Regions from separate parts of the Mus musculus genome. Here all the other regions are linked to region 3. Evidence: chromatin contacts called from public promoter capture Hi-C data. All regions are on one chromosome and are shown on one strand. Each heading gives the region's core, a stretch centred on a gene start, on an enhancer-like site or on the middle of the called end of the contact. The rest is flanking DNA. Distances are from core to core; before and after follow the strand shown. Region 1 holds the start of Lrwd1 (leucine-rich repeats and WD repeat domain containing 1). Region 2 holds the start of Rasa4 (RAS p21 protein activator 4). Region 3 holds the start of Cops6 (COP9 signalosome subunit 6).

Evidence for each region. Promoter capture Hi-C pulls out the DNA fragments that hold promoters and counts their contacts.
Region 1: a contact with region 3 is called in a promoter capture Hi-C map of liver, with 4 times the contacts expected there. The contact joins the promoter of Lrwd1 here to the promoter of Cops6 in region 3. A contact is called at or near these places in 2 of 39 promoter capture datasets (liver and pre-B cells), 1 of 484 Hi-C or Micro-C datasets (B cells) and 1 of 9 other capture datasets (pancreatic islet).
Region 2: a contact with region 3 is called in a promoter capture Hi-C map of liver, with 2.5 times the contacts expected there. The contact joins the promoter of Rasa4 here to the promoter of Cops6 in region 3. A contact is called at or near these places in 2 of 39 promoter capture datasets (liver and pre-B cells).

What each region holds. Positions count from the first base shown.
Region 1 is chr5:136,134,228-136,138,103 of GRCm38.p6, reverse strand. Lrwd1 (leucine-rich repeats and WD repeat domain containing 1) reads left to right here and starts at 2,030. Exons shown (of 15, transcript NM_027891.4): 1 at 2,030-2,232; 2 at 3,371-3,605. The coding sequence starts at 2,153. It overlaps Alkbh4 (alkB homolog 4, lysine demethylase), which reads right to left and starts at 1,959. Exons shown (of 3, transcript NM_001347492.1): 1 at 1,810-1,959. The coding sequence starts at 1,926.
Region 2 is chr5:136,081,948-136,085,873 of GRCm38.p6, reverse strand. It overlaps Rasa4 (RAS p21 protein activator 4), which reads right to left and starts at 1,958. Exons shown (of 21, transcript NM_133914.3): 1 at 1,697-1,958. The coding sequence starts at 1,761.
Region 3 is chr5:138,159,235-138,163,136 of GRCm38.p6, reverse strand. It overlaps Cops6 (COP9 signalosome subunit 6), which reads right to left and starts at 2,035. Exons shown (of 10, transcript NM_012002.3): 1 at 1,955-2,035; 2 at 1,640-1,762; 3 at 1,332-1,463; 4 at 912-1,000; 5 at 753-815; 6 at 355-402; 7 at 1-7. The coding sequence starts at 2,024.

The DNA of each region.
Region 1 (3,876 bases), core at 781-3,280, 2.0 Mb after region 3:
GGGCGCCAGTGACTTGGGTGTTGGGAGGCAAACTTAGGTCTTTGGTTTTTTTTTTCTGAGACAGGGTTTTTCTGTGTAGCCCTGGCTGTCCTGGAACTCACTCTGTAGACCAGGCTGGCCTCGAACTCAGAAATCCGCCTGCCTCTGCCTCCCGAGTGCTGGGATTAAAGGCCTGCGCCAGCACGCCCGAAGCAGTCAGTGTTCTTAAGTGTAGAGCCATCTCTCCAGCCTGGGCGGTGCTAGGCAGGTGCACTATCTCCAGACCACGCCTCCAGCTAGAGACTGGCTTCCTTCTTTTAGCAGCACATCTTCAAGGTGAATCCATATGGAACTCGCGTCAGAATTTCCTTCCTTTCTAAGGTTATATCTACTGCATGGATATCCGAGATTTTTAAAAATCTCTTATTAGTTTATGGTTTGCCTCTTTCTTTCCTGTCGAGACAGGCTTTTATTTAGTCTGGTTTGAAACTTGCTATGTAGATATCTTTGACCTCCCTCAAGCCAGCACCAACACTGCCCACTCTTCAGTTCACCAGTTGATATAATAAACACTTGGGTGTTTGGTCACTCTGAATGCTGCCATGATCCAGACATAGTGACATATGCTTGCAATCTTAGCTTATGGAGGGGGCGCCCTGGGGCCTCTAACTAAAGAAAATAACTAAAACAAAAAACTTGGCTCAGGCCCCTTTGATCTCTTTAAGTGTCTGTCGCCTCAGCCACCCACAGCTCCTATCTCAGGCCTCTACTCAAGCATTCCCCTGGCTATGCATCCCAGCAACTTGCTACAGCACTGCCAGGGCCATACAAATGCTCTGAAGTTATTTTTCATTCATTCATTCATTCATTCATCCATCCATTGCCCATTTTGATGGAAGGTGTTAGCCTGGTCAACAGAGAGCTAGAAGGGAAACATTTTAACATTCTTCCTGGCCTACCTGACTCCTGATCCTATTAGTATCTTGTAAGACAGATTTGTTTTTGTTTTTCAAGATGGGCTTTCCTGGAACTCCCTATGTAGATCAGGCTAGCCTGGGACTCACAGAGATCTGCCTGCCTCTGCATCCCAAGTGCTAAGTCTAATGGCATGCACCACCACTGCCCGGCTGTAAAGCTGATTCATACAGGTTTGTTTTCCCAAAAAAATTTCCCCCAAATCAAAGCCTGTTTTGGAGACAGGTTTCTCTGTAGTGTAGTCCTGGCTGTCCTGGAACTCACTCTGTAGACCAGGCTGGCCTCGAACTCGGAATTCCACCTGCCTCTTGTCTCCCGAGTGCTGGGATTAAAGGCATGCGCCACCACTGCCCGGCTGCCTGTGCTGTCTTAAGTCGCTCATTCCCTGTCTAATACAGGCGGCCTAGTGTTCAGCACTCCCTACCATTTCCATGCAGTCTCCCTTGTGCTCCGGAAGCTCACTCAAAACCAGACCCGTTCAGTCCAAGTTATTTACCACTGCCCCCCACCCCCACCCCTCACCCCCCAAAGTCACAGAGATGATGTGTGACAGCCGCTTCCCTACTGCCAAGGTAACTCCTAAAACCTGCTGGGCGGCTGAGGTCCGTTCTCCAGCCTCTCTGCCTTTCAAATGCAGAGATCTCGGCGTGCACCAGCATTTCCCCGCCCTTCCATTAATCAGCCGATGGCACTTGGTCCACCTTTTGGGTTTTGTGAATATTGAAGATATAAGCGCTCCAAACAACTCACCTACCGCGAGGCTTTGGTCCTTGGCTGTTTTACAGGCAAGCTGGGCCTTAGTTTCCCATTAAGATGAATAGATTTTCTGGCTATGACTCTTTTCCTAGTCCGTACCTGAAGGCAGATCTGCCAGGGCGGGTCCCTGTGGCGTTGTCTCTCGCAGATAAGACAGGTCCGGATGCCCTTACAGCCGCACTCCTGCAAAAGAGAAACTTCAGCCGCCGCCGCCATCGCGTCCTCCGATCAGTTAAGAGCGCAGGCGCGAGACGCAGGGGCCGCTGGGAGTTGTAGTCATCGCAGAAGCAGGAGGTGGGGCGTAAGGCTGGCGTTCTACTTCCTTCCGGTCGCAACGGACTCGCAAAGGGTTTGTTGTGCGCCACCTCCTGGGCTCCCCGGCAGCGGGCCTTAGCGACCGGACTTCGTGGAGGCGCGGGTTCGGTTGAGCCCTCGGCCACCCATGGCTCCTCTCACGCCGCAACTGCTCCTGCAACGTGGGCGACCCAAGACGGATAAGCTGGGGAAGATTCAGAGTTTGAAGTAAGAGCATGTGGGGTTGAAGCGGATCCGGGGCGTGGGGTTCTTCCCCGCCAGGGTGGTTTGATGGGCGGAATGCAAGGCTCAGACCCCTCCGTCTCCTCCTCCTGCCCGGGTTATTCTGTTATCCGGGATTCGAGCCCCAGTCGAATCTCGCGCCAAACGGAGATGTGGGAGATTGGCAGCCAACGCCCGGCGTCAGATAAACTTGGAGCGAACGCCCTTAGCCTTGCGCGGAGTGGAAAGACTGATGAGATACTAAGGGATGTTGAGGGATCCTGTGTAGCACGGAACGGGCTAGCAGGAACTAGTAAAAACAAGAAGGAACTTGGAAGTCTTGGGCTCTAAAGTCATTTTGTTTTGTTTGTTTGCTTGCCTGTTTGTTTTTGAGACAGGGTTTCTCTGTGTAGCCCTGGCTGTCCTGGAACTCACTCTGTAGACCAGGCTGGCTTCGAACTCAGAAATCCACCTGCCTCTGCCTCACAAGTGCTGGGATTAAAGGCGTGCGTGTGCCACCACTGCCCGGCAACAAAGTACTCTTTAAGGGAGGGAAGATGGGCCACAGAAATGATCTGCAGATAAAGGTGCCTGTCTGTCATCAAGCCTGAATTCAATCCCTTGGGCCCAGACAGTGGAGCAAAGCAGCTCCCTAAAACCATGACCCCCTTAATCACGCTTTGATTGTGCCCATTCCTATCCACACACCACACACAGATACATAGACACTCTGTAATACATAGAAAGGTAAGTTAGGAAGTGAGAAGGCTAGAACAGTTGGCATAGCTCAGTTGCTACATTGCTTACTAGACATGCACAGAGCCTGAGTATCCCTAGGGTTCCATCCCTATCAACACCTGAACAGCTCCCAAGGGGTGGCACATGCCTGTCATCTCAGCACGTGGGTAGGGGGAGGAGAGTTAAGTTCAAGGCTTTCCTGGACTACGCAATGAGTTGTGTAGGATGGGATCTCTTGAGTTTTGCGGCCAACCTAGTCTACATAGTTCAGGCTAGCCAAGTCTAAAGCAAGCTTCATGCTTGCACAAGAACTTTGTTGGTGGAAATCCCTCTGGGACAGATGGGGTAATTAATGGGAGGGTCTGGCCCGCTCCCTCAGCTCTCTTGCTCTCTGCCCTCACCCCAGTCTGTCGGGGCTGCAGCTGCTCTCAGAGCACTTGGATCCCAATCTCCTGGGGCGCCTGAAGAAGCTGAGGGAACTTGACCTCTCTAACAACTTGCTGGAGACGCTGCCTGCTAACCTGGGCCTGTCCCATCTGCGCATCCTTCGCTGTACCAACAACCAGCTCGGGGATGTCACTGCCTTGCACCAGTTCCCAGAACTTGAGGAGCTCAATCTGGAAGGCAACCCCTTCCTGACGGTGAGAGGGACCAGGACTCTGTGGGGCAGACTCAGGCTCCATTCCCCCCCCCGCCCCCCCCCCCCCCGTTTCCGTTTTGTTTTGAGACTGGGTCCGATGTAGCACAGGCTGGTTTCAAATTAACTGTGGGTCCGCAAATAGCCTTAAATTTCTGCTCCTCCTGCCTCTGACCTCCTGAGTTCTGACCATGTTCCACAAAGCCCAGTTATGCGGTGCTGGGGACCAAACTCTGGGCTTTGTGCTTGCTAAGCAGGCAGTCTGCCCCCTGAGC
Region 2 (3,926 bases), core at 709-3,208, 2.1 Mb after region 3:
CAAGAGGTGACTTTCAGTTCGAAACTGCATGCCCTCAGCCAGCTACCAGGTGCAAGCACGTGGATGGTGATTAGGGGTCTAAGAAGGGGCGAGTGGGGCAGGCTGAGAAGCAGGGCCAGGAAAGAGATTCCAGAATCAGGACACACGGCCCTGGGTGGCCCCTTTCCTGGGCGTGGAGACCTCTTCTCAGAGTCCCAGAGCCACGGGTGAGGCCCAGGTAGGCACAGCCCAAGAGCTTCTGGAGGTTGGCGCCAGAGCCAGCTGCTGGCAGGGATGGGGAGGAGGTGACAGACGGAAGGGGCTGCTCCTCCCAGCAGACACCAGCCAGAGGAAGCCAAGATGACCTGGTTTACCAATGCCCAGGGAAGGGAGGGGGGCCTAAGGGCTTGCGGGAGGGTGTAGGGGACTGAGAAGGCCTGGAGAGCTGGGGCCCGAGATCCCCTGTGGAGGCTCAACCAGCCTCCACCCTAGAGACCTAATTTCCACTGGAGCCCCTCCTCCCTTTATGCACAGAAACCCACCTTAAGTCAGCCCACCCTCCTCCCTCCCCATTGCCATGGCAACTGCTGAGCTGGCCTCTTCAGGCCCAGGGGGCCTTGAACTGGAACCGCTCCTGGCACTGAGAGTGCTGGGAGAGCCCGCCTGCCCGCCGGAGAGATGAACACACACACACACACACACACACACACACACACACACACACCTCCCCAATTCTCAGTTCTCTGTAGCCAGGAAACCCACCGGGACCCGGAGCGCACTTTGAACCCTAGGCCTCTGCCCCGCCCTTTCTTCGGTTTTATGATCGTGGCTTCTCCCCGACACTAGGATTTCAAGCACTTGGGTCCAGAAAGGGAAACTGAATCTTTGCAAATGAGGACATAAGAAAGCCACGAGACACGTTCTAGGAGTCACGCAGTTGACCTCGGGAACTCACTAAAAACAGTGTGACAAAGGGGTGTCCGAAAGCTCCCCAAATCTGGCGATGGATTAGAGGAAGCTTTATGAAGGACGGTAATGCATTTTAGGAGCCCTAGATTCACGACCTTGCTTTGACACCACCAGCTAACATTTCCTGTCTGTCGGCATCGGTTTTCTAATCTGTAAAGTGGTCCGAGGAGAAATGCCTTGCAGGGAGCGATTAAAGGGAGAGGCCCGGCAAAGTCAAGGGAGACTCTAAATCCTGCCTCTATGCATCCCTCCTGTCCCCTTGACCTACACCCCCACCCCCACTTTTCACACCTGCATGCCTTGCCCAAATGAATAGCGAATAGCGAACAAGTCCGGCGGACAACTCTTGGGGTTGTTATGGACTCCCAAACTACAGAGAGAGGGGGGGACACTCCGCCCCTTTCAGCCACACCCTGGGCAGTTCTTGCGATGCCATCCCAGTGCCAGTTTCAGTCTTTTAAAACTCCTGCCCCCCTATGAGCCCTGGCTTCCTGCTGTTCCCAGGTGGAGAAGCCCCTCCCTTGTCTCTAGCCCTCCGCCTCTAGCTTGCCCCTCCACTCTGTCAGGTATTCACAGCAAATCTCGCTGTCCCCATTTTCGTAGCCAGTCCCCCTCCGTGGCTGTACACGCCACATCCTCTCCGCTGCTCTCCTTGTGGGGAAGCCCTAAGGACCCCCCGCAAAGGTCAAGTATATAAAAGGGGATCCCATCAAAGTTGGGGTGGCCACCACCCGTACCCACTACTCACATGTCCTTGGCGGGCAGATTTTTCCCTTCTACGATTCGGATGGACAGCGAACTGCGCTTGGCCATTGCGGGTCGGCGACGTGGAGGCCTGGCGGGGAGGGGTTCGGACTCATGGGTCCCCTCTCGGGGTAAGGAGGGGGAACAGTGCGAGTGGCGCTGCAGGCAGGCGGGTGCGGAGGCCAGAGAGGGGAGCGCTGGGGCTGAGGGATCTCCGCTACTCCATTCACCCCTCCCCGCCCCTCCTGCGGGGGCGGGGAGACACTGCATGGAAGGACCAATCAGCGTCCTGGATGCCCAGAATGGGCGCGGCCTATGCGGCTTGCGTCCCTCATTGGCCACCTGGAAGGGAGGGCGGGCGGGGCCTGCCCCGAAGTGTAGCTGCTGGCACCCGGAGATTCTTCCACCACCAGGATCCCTCCTGGTGCTCTCGATTCTCAGAGAGAGAGCCCAGGCTCACGGAGGGACCTGGGTGTGCAGCATAGCTGCAAATCCATTAATGGCCGCACGCTGGGAGTAACTTGTCTGTGACAGACCTGGAAAGATGTGAAGACTCAGGCAGTTGGGAAAGTTTGAGGACATCAAATCTGGAAAACAGGATTGTTTGGGGCGTGTTTGTATTGTGGTTTCGTGTGTGTTCAGGTGTGCAGGTAGAGGCCAGAGATCACCCTCCGATTTCATTCTTCAAGATCCGTCCACCATTTATTTATTTGTTTATTTATTTATTTTTGAGACAGGGTTTTTCTGTGTAGCCCTAGCTGTCCTAGAACTCTCTCTACAGACCAGGCTGGGCTCGAATACAAAGATTCACTTGTCTCTGCCTCCCAAGTGTTGGGATTAAAAGCCTGCACCACCACCTCCAGGCTCTGGCTACCTTTTTAAAATTTTTGTTTTTTATTGGCTGATTGATTAGGGTGTGGCTTACATGTTGTGGTCCCAAGTGGAAATCAGAGGACACCCGCAAGAATCTTTTCTTTACTTTCACCAAATGGGTCCCAGGGATCAAATTCAGATTATCAGACTTGGGCAGGAGTCTTTCTACTGACCCATCTCCTCTGCCCCACCTTGTAAGACACAAGGTCTCTCATTGGCTTGAAACCTCCCCAGTAGTCTAGACTGGCTGGCCAGTGAGACTCCAGGATCCACCTTTCTCCATCTTGCCCACTTCTGGAGTTCTTTACAAGAGTTCAACACCATGCCCAGCTATCCATTAGTCCTGGGAACGAGTGATTCTTCTGCTTGCAAAGCAGTTTAGCAAGTGAACCATACTTACCTAGCCCTAGATCTGCATTCCAGCCCGCCATCGCTGCCCATACTGGTGACCAAACCTAGGTCCTTGAGTGTCCTGGTCAAAAATTCTGCTACGAGTGACATCATTTTATTCTTCTTTACCCCAAAATAAGATTCCATTGGGGATACAGACATACATACAGATTTTTTTTTTTTTTTGACACAGGGTTTCTTTGAGTAACCCTGACTGTCCTGGAACTCTATAAACCAGGCTGACTTCAAACTCACAGAGATTCCCCTCGCCTCTGCCTCTCCAAGTGCTGGGAATTAAGGGGTGCGTCATCAGCACCACTCCACCAGATTTTATTATGCTATGTGCACATATGCAGTACCTCTGGAGGCCAGAAGAGGGTATCAGATTCCCCCTGAAATTGGAGCCACCTACTGTAGGTGCTTGGAACCAAACTCTGGTCCTCGGCAAAAACACCAAGCTTTGTTAGTCTCTGATGGGGATCTCACTCTCTACTAAAATAAAATAGCCAAAAGTACCCCCAAGGAATTATTGTTTGTATGTTACTTAAAGACTATAAGATCGGGCTGGAGAGATGGCTCAGTGGTTAAGAGCACCAACTGCTCTTCTGAAGGTCATGAGTTCAAATCCCAGCAACCACATGATGGCTCACAACCATCCATAATGAGATCTGATGCCCTCTTGTGGTGTGTCTGAAGACAGCTACAGTGTACTTACATATAATATAATAAATAGATCTTAAAAAAAAAAGATTATAAGATCACTGAGAAGTGACTTGGTGGAGCAGTTCGTGATCTTCCTGTCCACTGATGGCTTGTCTGGGGAAGAGGGTCTCTGTGTGTAGCCTGTCCTGTCCTGGAGCTCAAGGCAAGCAAGCTTTGAACTTATGGTCCCCCTTTACTTTCCAAGTGGTCAGAATTACATGTGTGCACCACCATACCTGGTTTTAAATATGGCAAAGTGAGTGTTTCCT
Region 3 (3,902 bases), core at 786-3,285:
TTGTGGCCTGCAGAGTAAAGAGTTCTCAGATAGGGAGAGTCAGGAAACAGACCTAGGCCTAGGCAGATGGCTCAGCAGGTAGAGTACTTGCTGCACAACTGAGGATCTCAATTTAGAGCCTCGGAACCCACATTAAGTGAGATGTGACAGCATGTGACTGTAATCCTGGAACCCCTACAGCAAGATGGGAAGTGGAGACACAATTCCCAGAAGCTCACAGGCCAACCTGCCTGGCAAACAAGTGAGTCTGTCCCAAGGTAGAAAGCTAGGATGGACACCCAGGGTTGTCCTATGCCTGCACACGGCATGCAGGAAACAGGCTAAAAGGTTTGAAGGTTGCAGGTTATATATTACCTCTCCATTGATTATATCGATGACAGACTCAAAAACGCTGACAGGAAGCTGTAAAAACACAGACGGAGACAAGAGAACAGCTCTTACTAAAAGCAAATGCACTTGAACTTACACACATGCCAGGCTGGCTTTGAACTCACAATCCTGCCTCAATCTCCTGAGTGCTAAGATTGGTTACAAGTGTTGTCACCACACTTGGCTCATGCTTTCTCTAGGTTTTACACACATTACATATGGAAACACCACTGAAGAGATGAAGTCACACAACTGATGGGTGTAAACAGCAGGGTAGAGATTCAACTCAAGCTTTCTCTAATACACATAATGTCGGTAAATTAGAGCAAAGGCATAGTGGCAGATGATCAAGAAAAAGGGGACATTGGGTCAACAACACTCACATCTGTGTGCTTGGTCATAGGGTTCAACTTCAGAAAGAGCGGACTCTCAATTATCTCACACACCTAGAAGATAAGGCAAAGCCCAGGAAGAGTCAGTATCTCCTCTTCCCCTAACCTTCTGTTCATTTCCCCAACATGCACATATTTGAGCTTCTATACCTGCTTATGGACGTGGATGTCTGAGGGGTCAGGTGGCCCCCCTGTGGTATACCAACCCAGAAACTCCAGCTCCTTGAAAACCTGTTTAACTGGAGAAGAAGGGGCCAGAGTAAATATTCCTTTAAACCTCTCTTCCTTAGTTTGATGGGCCTGGTGTGTTCTTTCCGGTTCTCCCCTCCCTCCTCATATTTTGGGTCAGTTTAAAATAACTACACCTAACTAACCTTGAACTTCTGACCTCTTGCCTCTATCTCCTGGGTTATATGGTACTGAGGATTGAACTCTGGTCTTCCCGAATGTTAGGAAATGCACTTTACCCCACTGCCCTACATCCTCAGGCCTTTTATTCTTTAAGACAAACAAAACAAAACAAAAATCTTCCCACTTTTCCTTCCCCACCCACTTCTATTCCCCTCTCACACTGCTCCTCCTTGGTGTAATAATATTCTTTGTCAATGATAATCTTCTCTTCCACGGTGTGGGACAGCAGCTCAAAGGAGTTCATCACTTCGATATTTCGCCCCTCCTGCTTCCCGATCAGAGCCCCAATCACTAAGGGGAGAGAAACAGAAGCGCAAGGAAACTAGGTGAGGAACAGGCGTCTCGGAAAACCTTTCCCGAGTCGGCGTGAATCAACGACTGGGGAAACAATAATTTGGAAGAAAGGGCGCAGGGGAGTGACTGGAGGAAATCTCCAAGAGATTTTGAGATTTACACACAACACTCACCCTGCATAGGCCGCCCCTCCTGGGAGCGCATGCGGATCCAATGGTCTGAGATGTTAAGGATGACAAGGGGATGAAGAGCGACGGAAACACTCCCAGTCACTCCGGAGGCCATCACGCTGGGGACTGTTAAAGGTGAAAGGAAAACATAGCGGCTGAGAGCTCGGGCCCACACATTTTCCCCTAGACATGGAAGCAGGGGACCAGCAGAGCCCGGCCGTCCATCGCTGCCCTCAAGTTATCCTGGGACAGGTTTAAGAAGTACTCAAGACCACTTCTCAAGGGCAACTCCAGAAGTCGGTCTGCGCACCCCGTTACCTGCTGCATCCACTTCCATGCCGCTGCTGCCTCCGCTCCCATTCGCCCCCGCCGCAGCTGCCGCCGCCATTTTCCCCGCGCCCGCCAGCCACGGCCCGCCCCTTTCCTTCTCGGCTTCCGTCGGGGAGCGGTGCATGCTCAGTGTATACTTGGTGCTGCTAATGGGCGGGGCAGCTGCCAGTACTTAGTAGCTCAGGGTGCTCTGCGTGTTGTGCTGCTGCTAGCGGTTCTCATGTAAACCAGCCTGGCCATGAGTTCTGTAGTGTGTATCTGAAGATGGCTTTGAACTTTGATCCTCTTGCCTTTACCTCCCAAGGAGGGCTATTAGTTTCCAGGTCTCAAGTGGATACACTGTCAATACTAAACACAGAGAAAATTGCGATCAAAAGGAGGAAAGGCTGTAAAAGGGAATGGGGAAGACAATTTATTCAGGATATAAAATTTTTCATGTTGCATATAATCTATAGAGACTTGATCACTTGTTTGTTGAGATAGGGTCTTACAATGTTGGCCAGCTGGTGGGAACTTGCTATTCGTCTAGGCAGACTTCTAGGAGATCCGCCTTCCTCTCCTTCCTGAATGCTGAGATTAAAGGTGTGTACCATACCCAGCATGCCTAGCTTTTAAAACGATGTACTGAGGATCTAAACTCAGGTCCTAACACTTCATCCCCTGAGCCATCTCCCCAGTAGTAATTACTCTTGAATTGTTCAGCTTCTTCAGTTTCAAGACAACCTCTTTACACAACTTAGCAACTGCTATTGGGAGGGCTTGTGGCCCACGCCTTTAATCACAGCCTTTAATCGAGGCGGGCAGACCTCATGAGTTCAAGGCCAGCCTGGACTACAAAGTGAGTTCCATCACAGCCAAAGCTACACAAACAAACCCTGTCGCACAAACAAAAAAAAAAAGGTGGGGGGAGGGGAAGAGTTGCCTTGGTCATGGTGTCTCTTTACAGCAATAGAACAGTGATTAAGACAATTACTTGTAACAAAAAAGAAAACCAAAAAAAAAAAAAAAAAAAAAAGACAATTACTTGCCCAGCATGGTGGCACACGCCTTTAATCCCAGCACTTGGGAGGCAGAGGCAGGCGGATTTCTGAGTTCGAGGCCAGCCTGGTCTACAGAGTGAGTTCCAAAATAAAAAAAATAAAAATAAAAATAAAAATAAAAGAAAACGTTTCCTACTTGGACAATAACTAAGGCTAAGCGACCTGCTTAAATAGCCAAGAAAGAGTATTTGGTCCACAATCATTCATTTGGGGCCAATAACAGCCATTTTTTTAAATTTTTATTTTGGTTTTTCGAGACAGGGTTTCTCTGTATAGCCCTGGCTGTCCTGGAACTCACTTTGTAGACCAGGCTGGCCTTGAACTCAGAAATCTGCCAAGTGCTGGGATTAAAGGTGTGCGCCACCACCGCCCGGGCTACTTTTTATTTTTATTTATTTATTTTTTTTACTAATCACAGTCACTGAAGTATGTGCTTTGGACCAATCATGGCTTTGCACTGATTCGCAGTAGTCCTTCCACTAGGGAAAGGGCTCCCTTCCTGTCACGCTGGAAATGCTTTCAGGTTCATCTACATTTCATAGGGGTCTATGACAGCAAAATATCTGGTAACAACTATGTCAAATACACTGGAAAATCAGCTTCAATCTTTACACAGCTGTCTCAAGACTTCTGTTGTGTGTCCCAGATTGCTGGTGCTAGTCTAAGGGTCATCTAGCTAACTTATGAGACTGACAGTCCTTTTCCTCAGGGCAGCCTGGACAGTGAGAGAGATGGGTACAATAGATGATAATTAGATAGTTAAGTTGCCCTATTCCCAATGTCTTTGGTTAGTTACATGAAAATAAACCTTGGGAGTTTTTATACTATAAACCTAAAGAGATTTCCATTAGAGGAAAAACTGAAGGAAGGGAAGGTCATCATTAGTGCTAACAGCA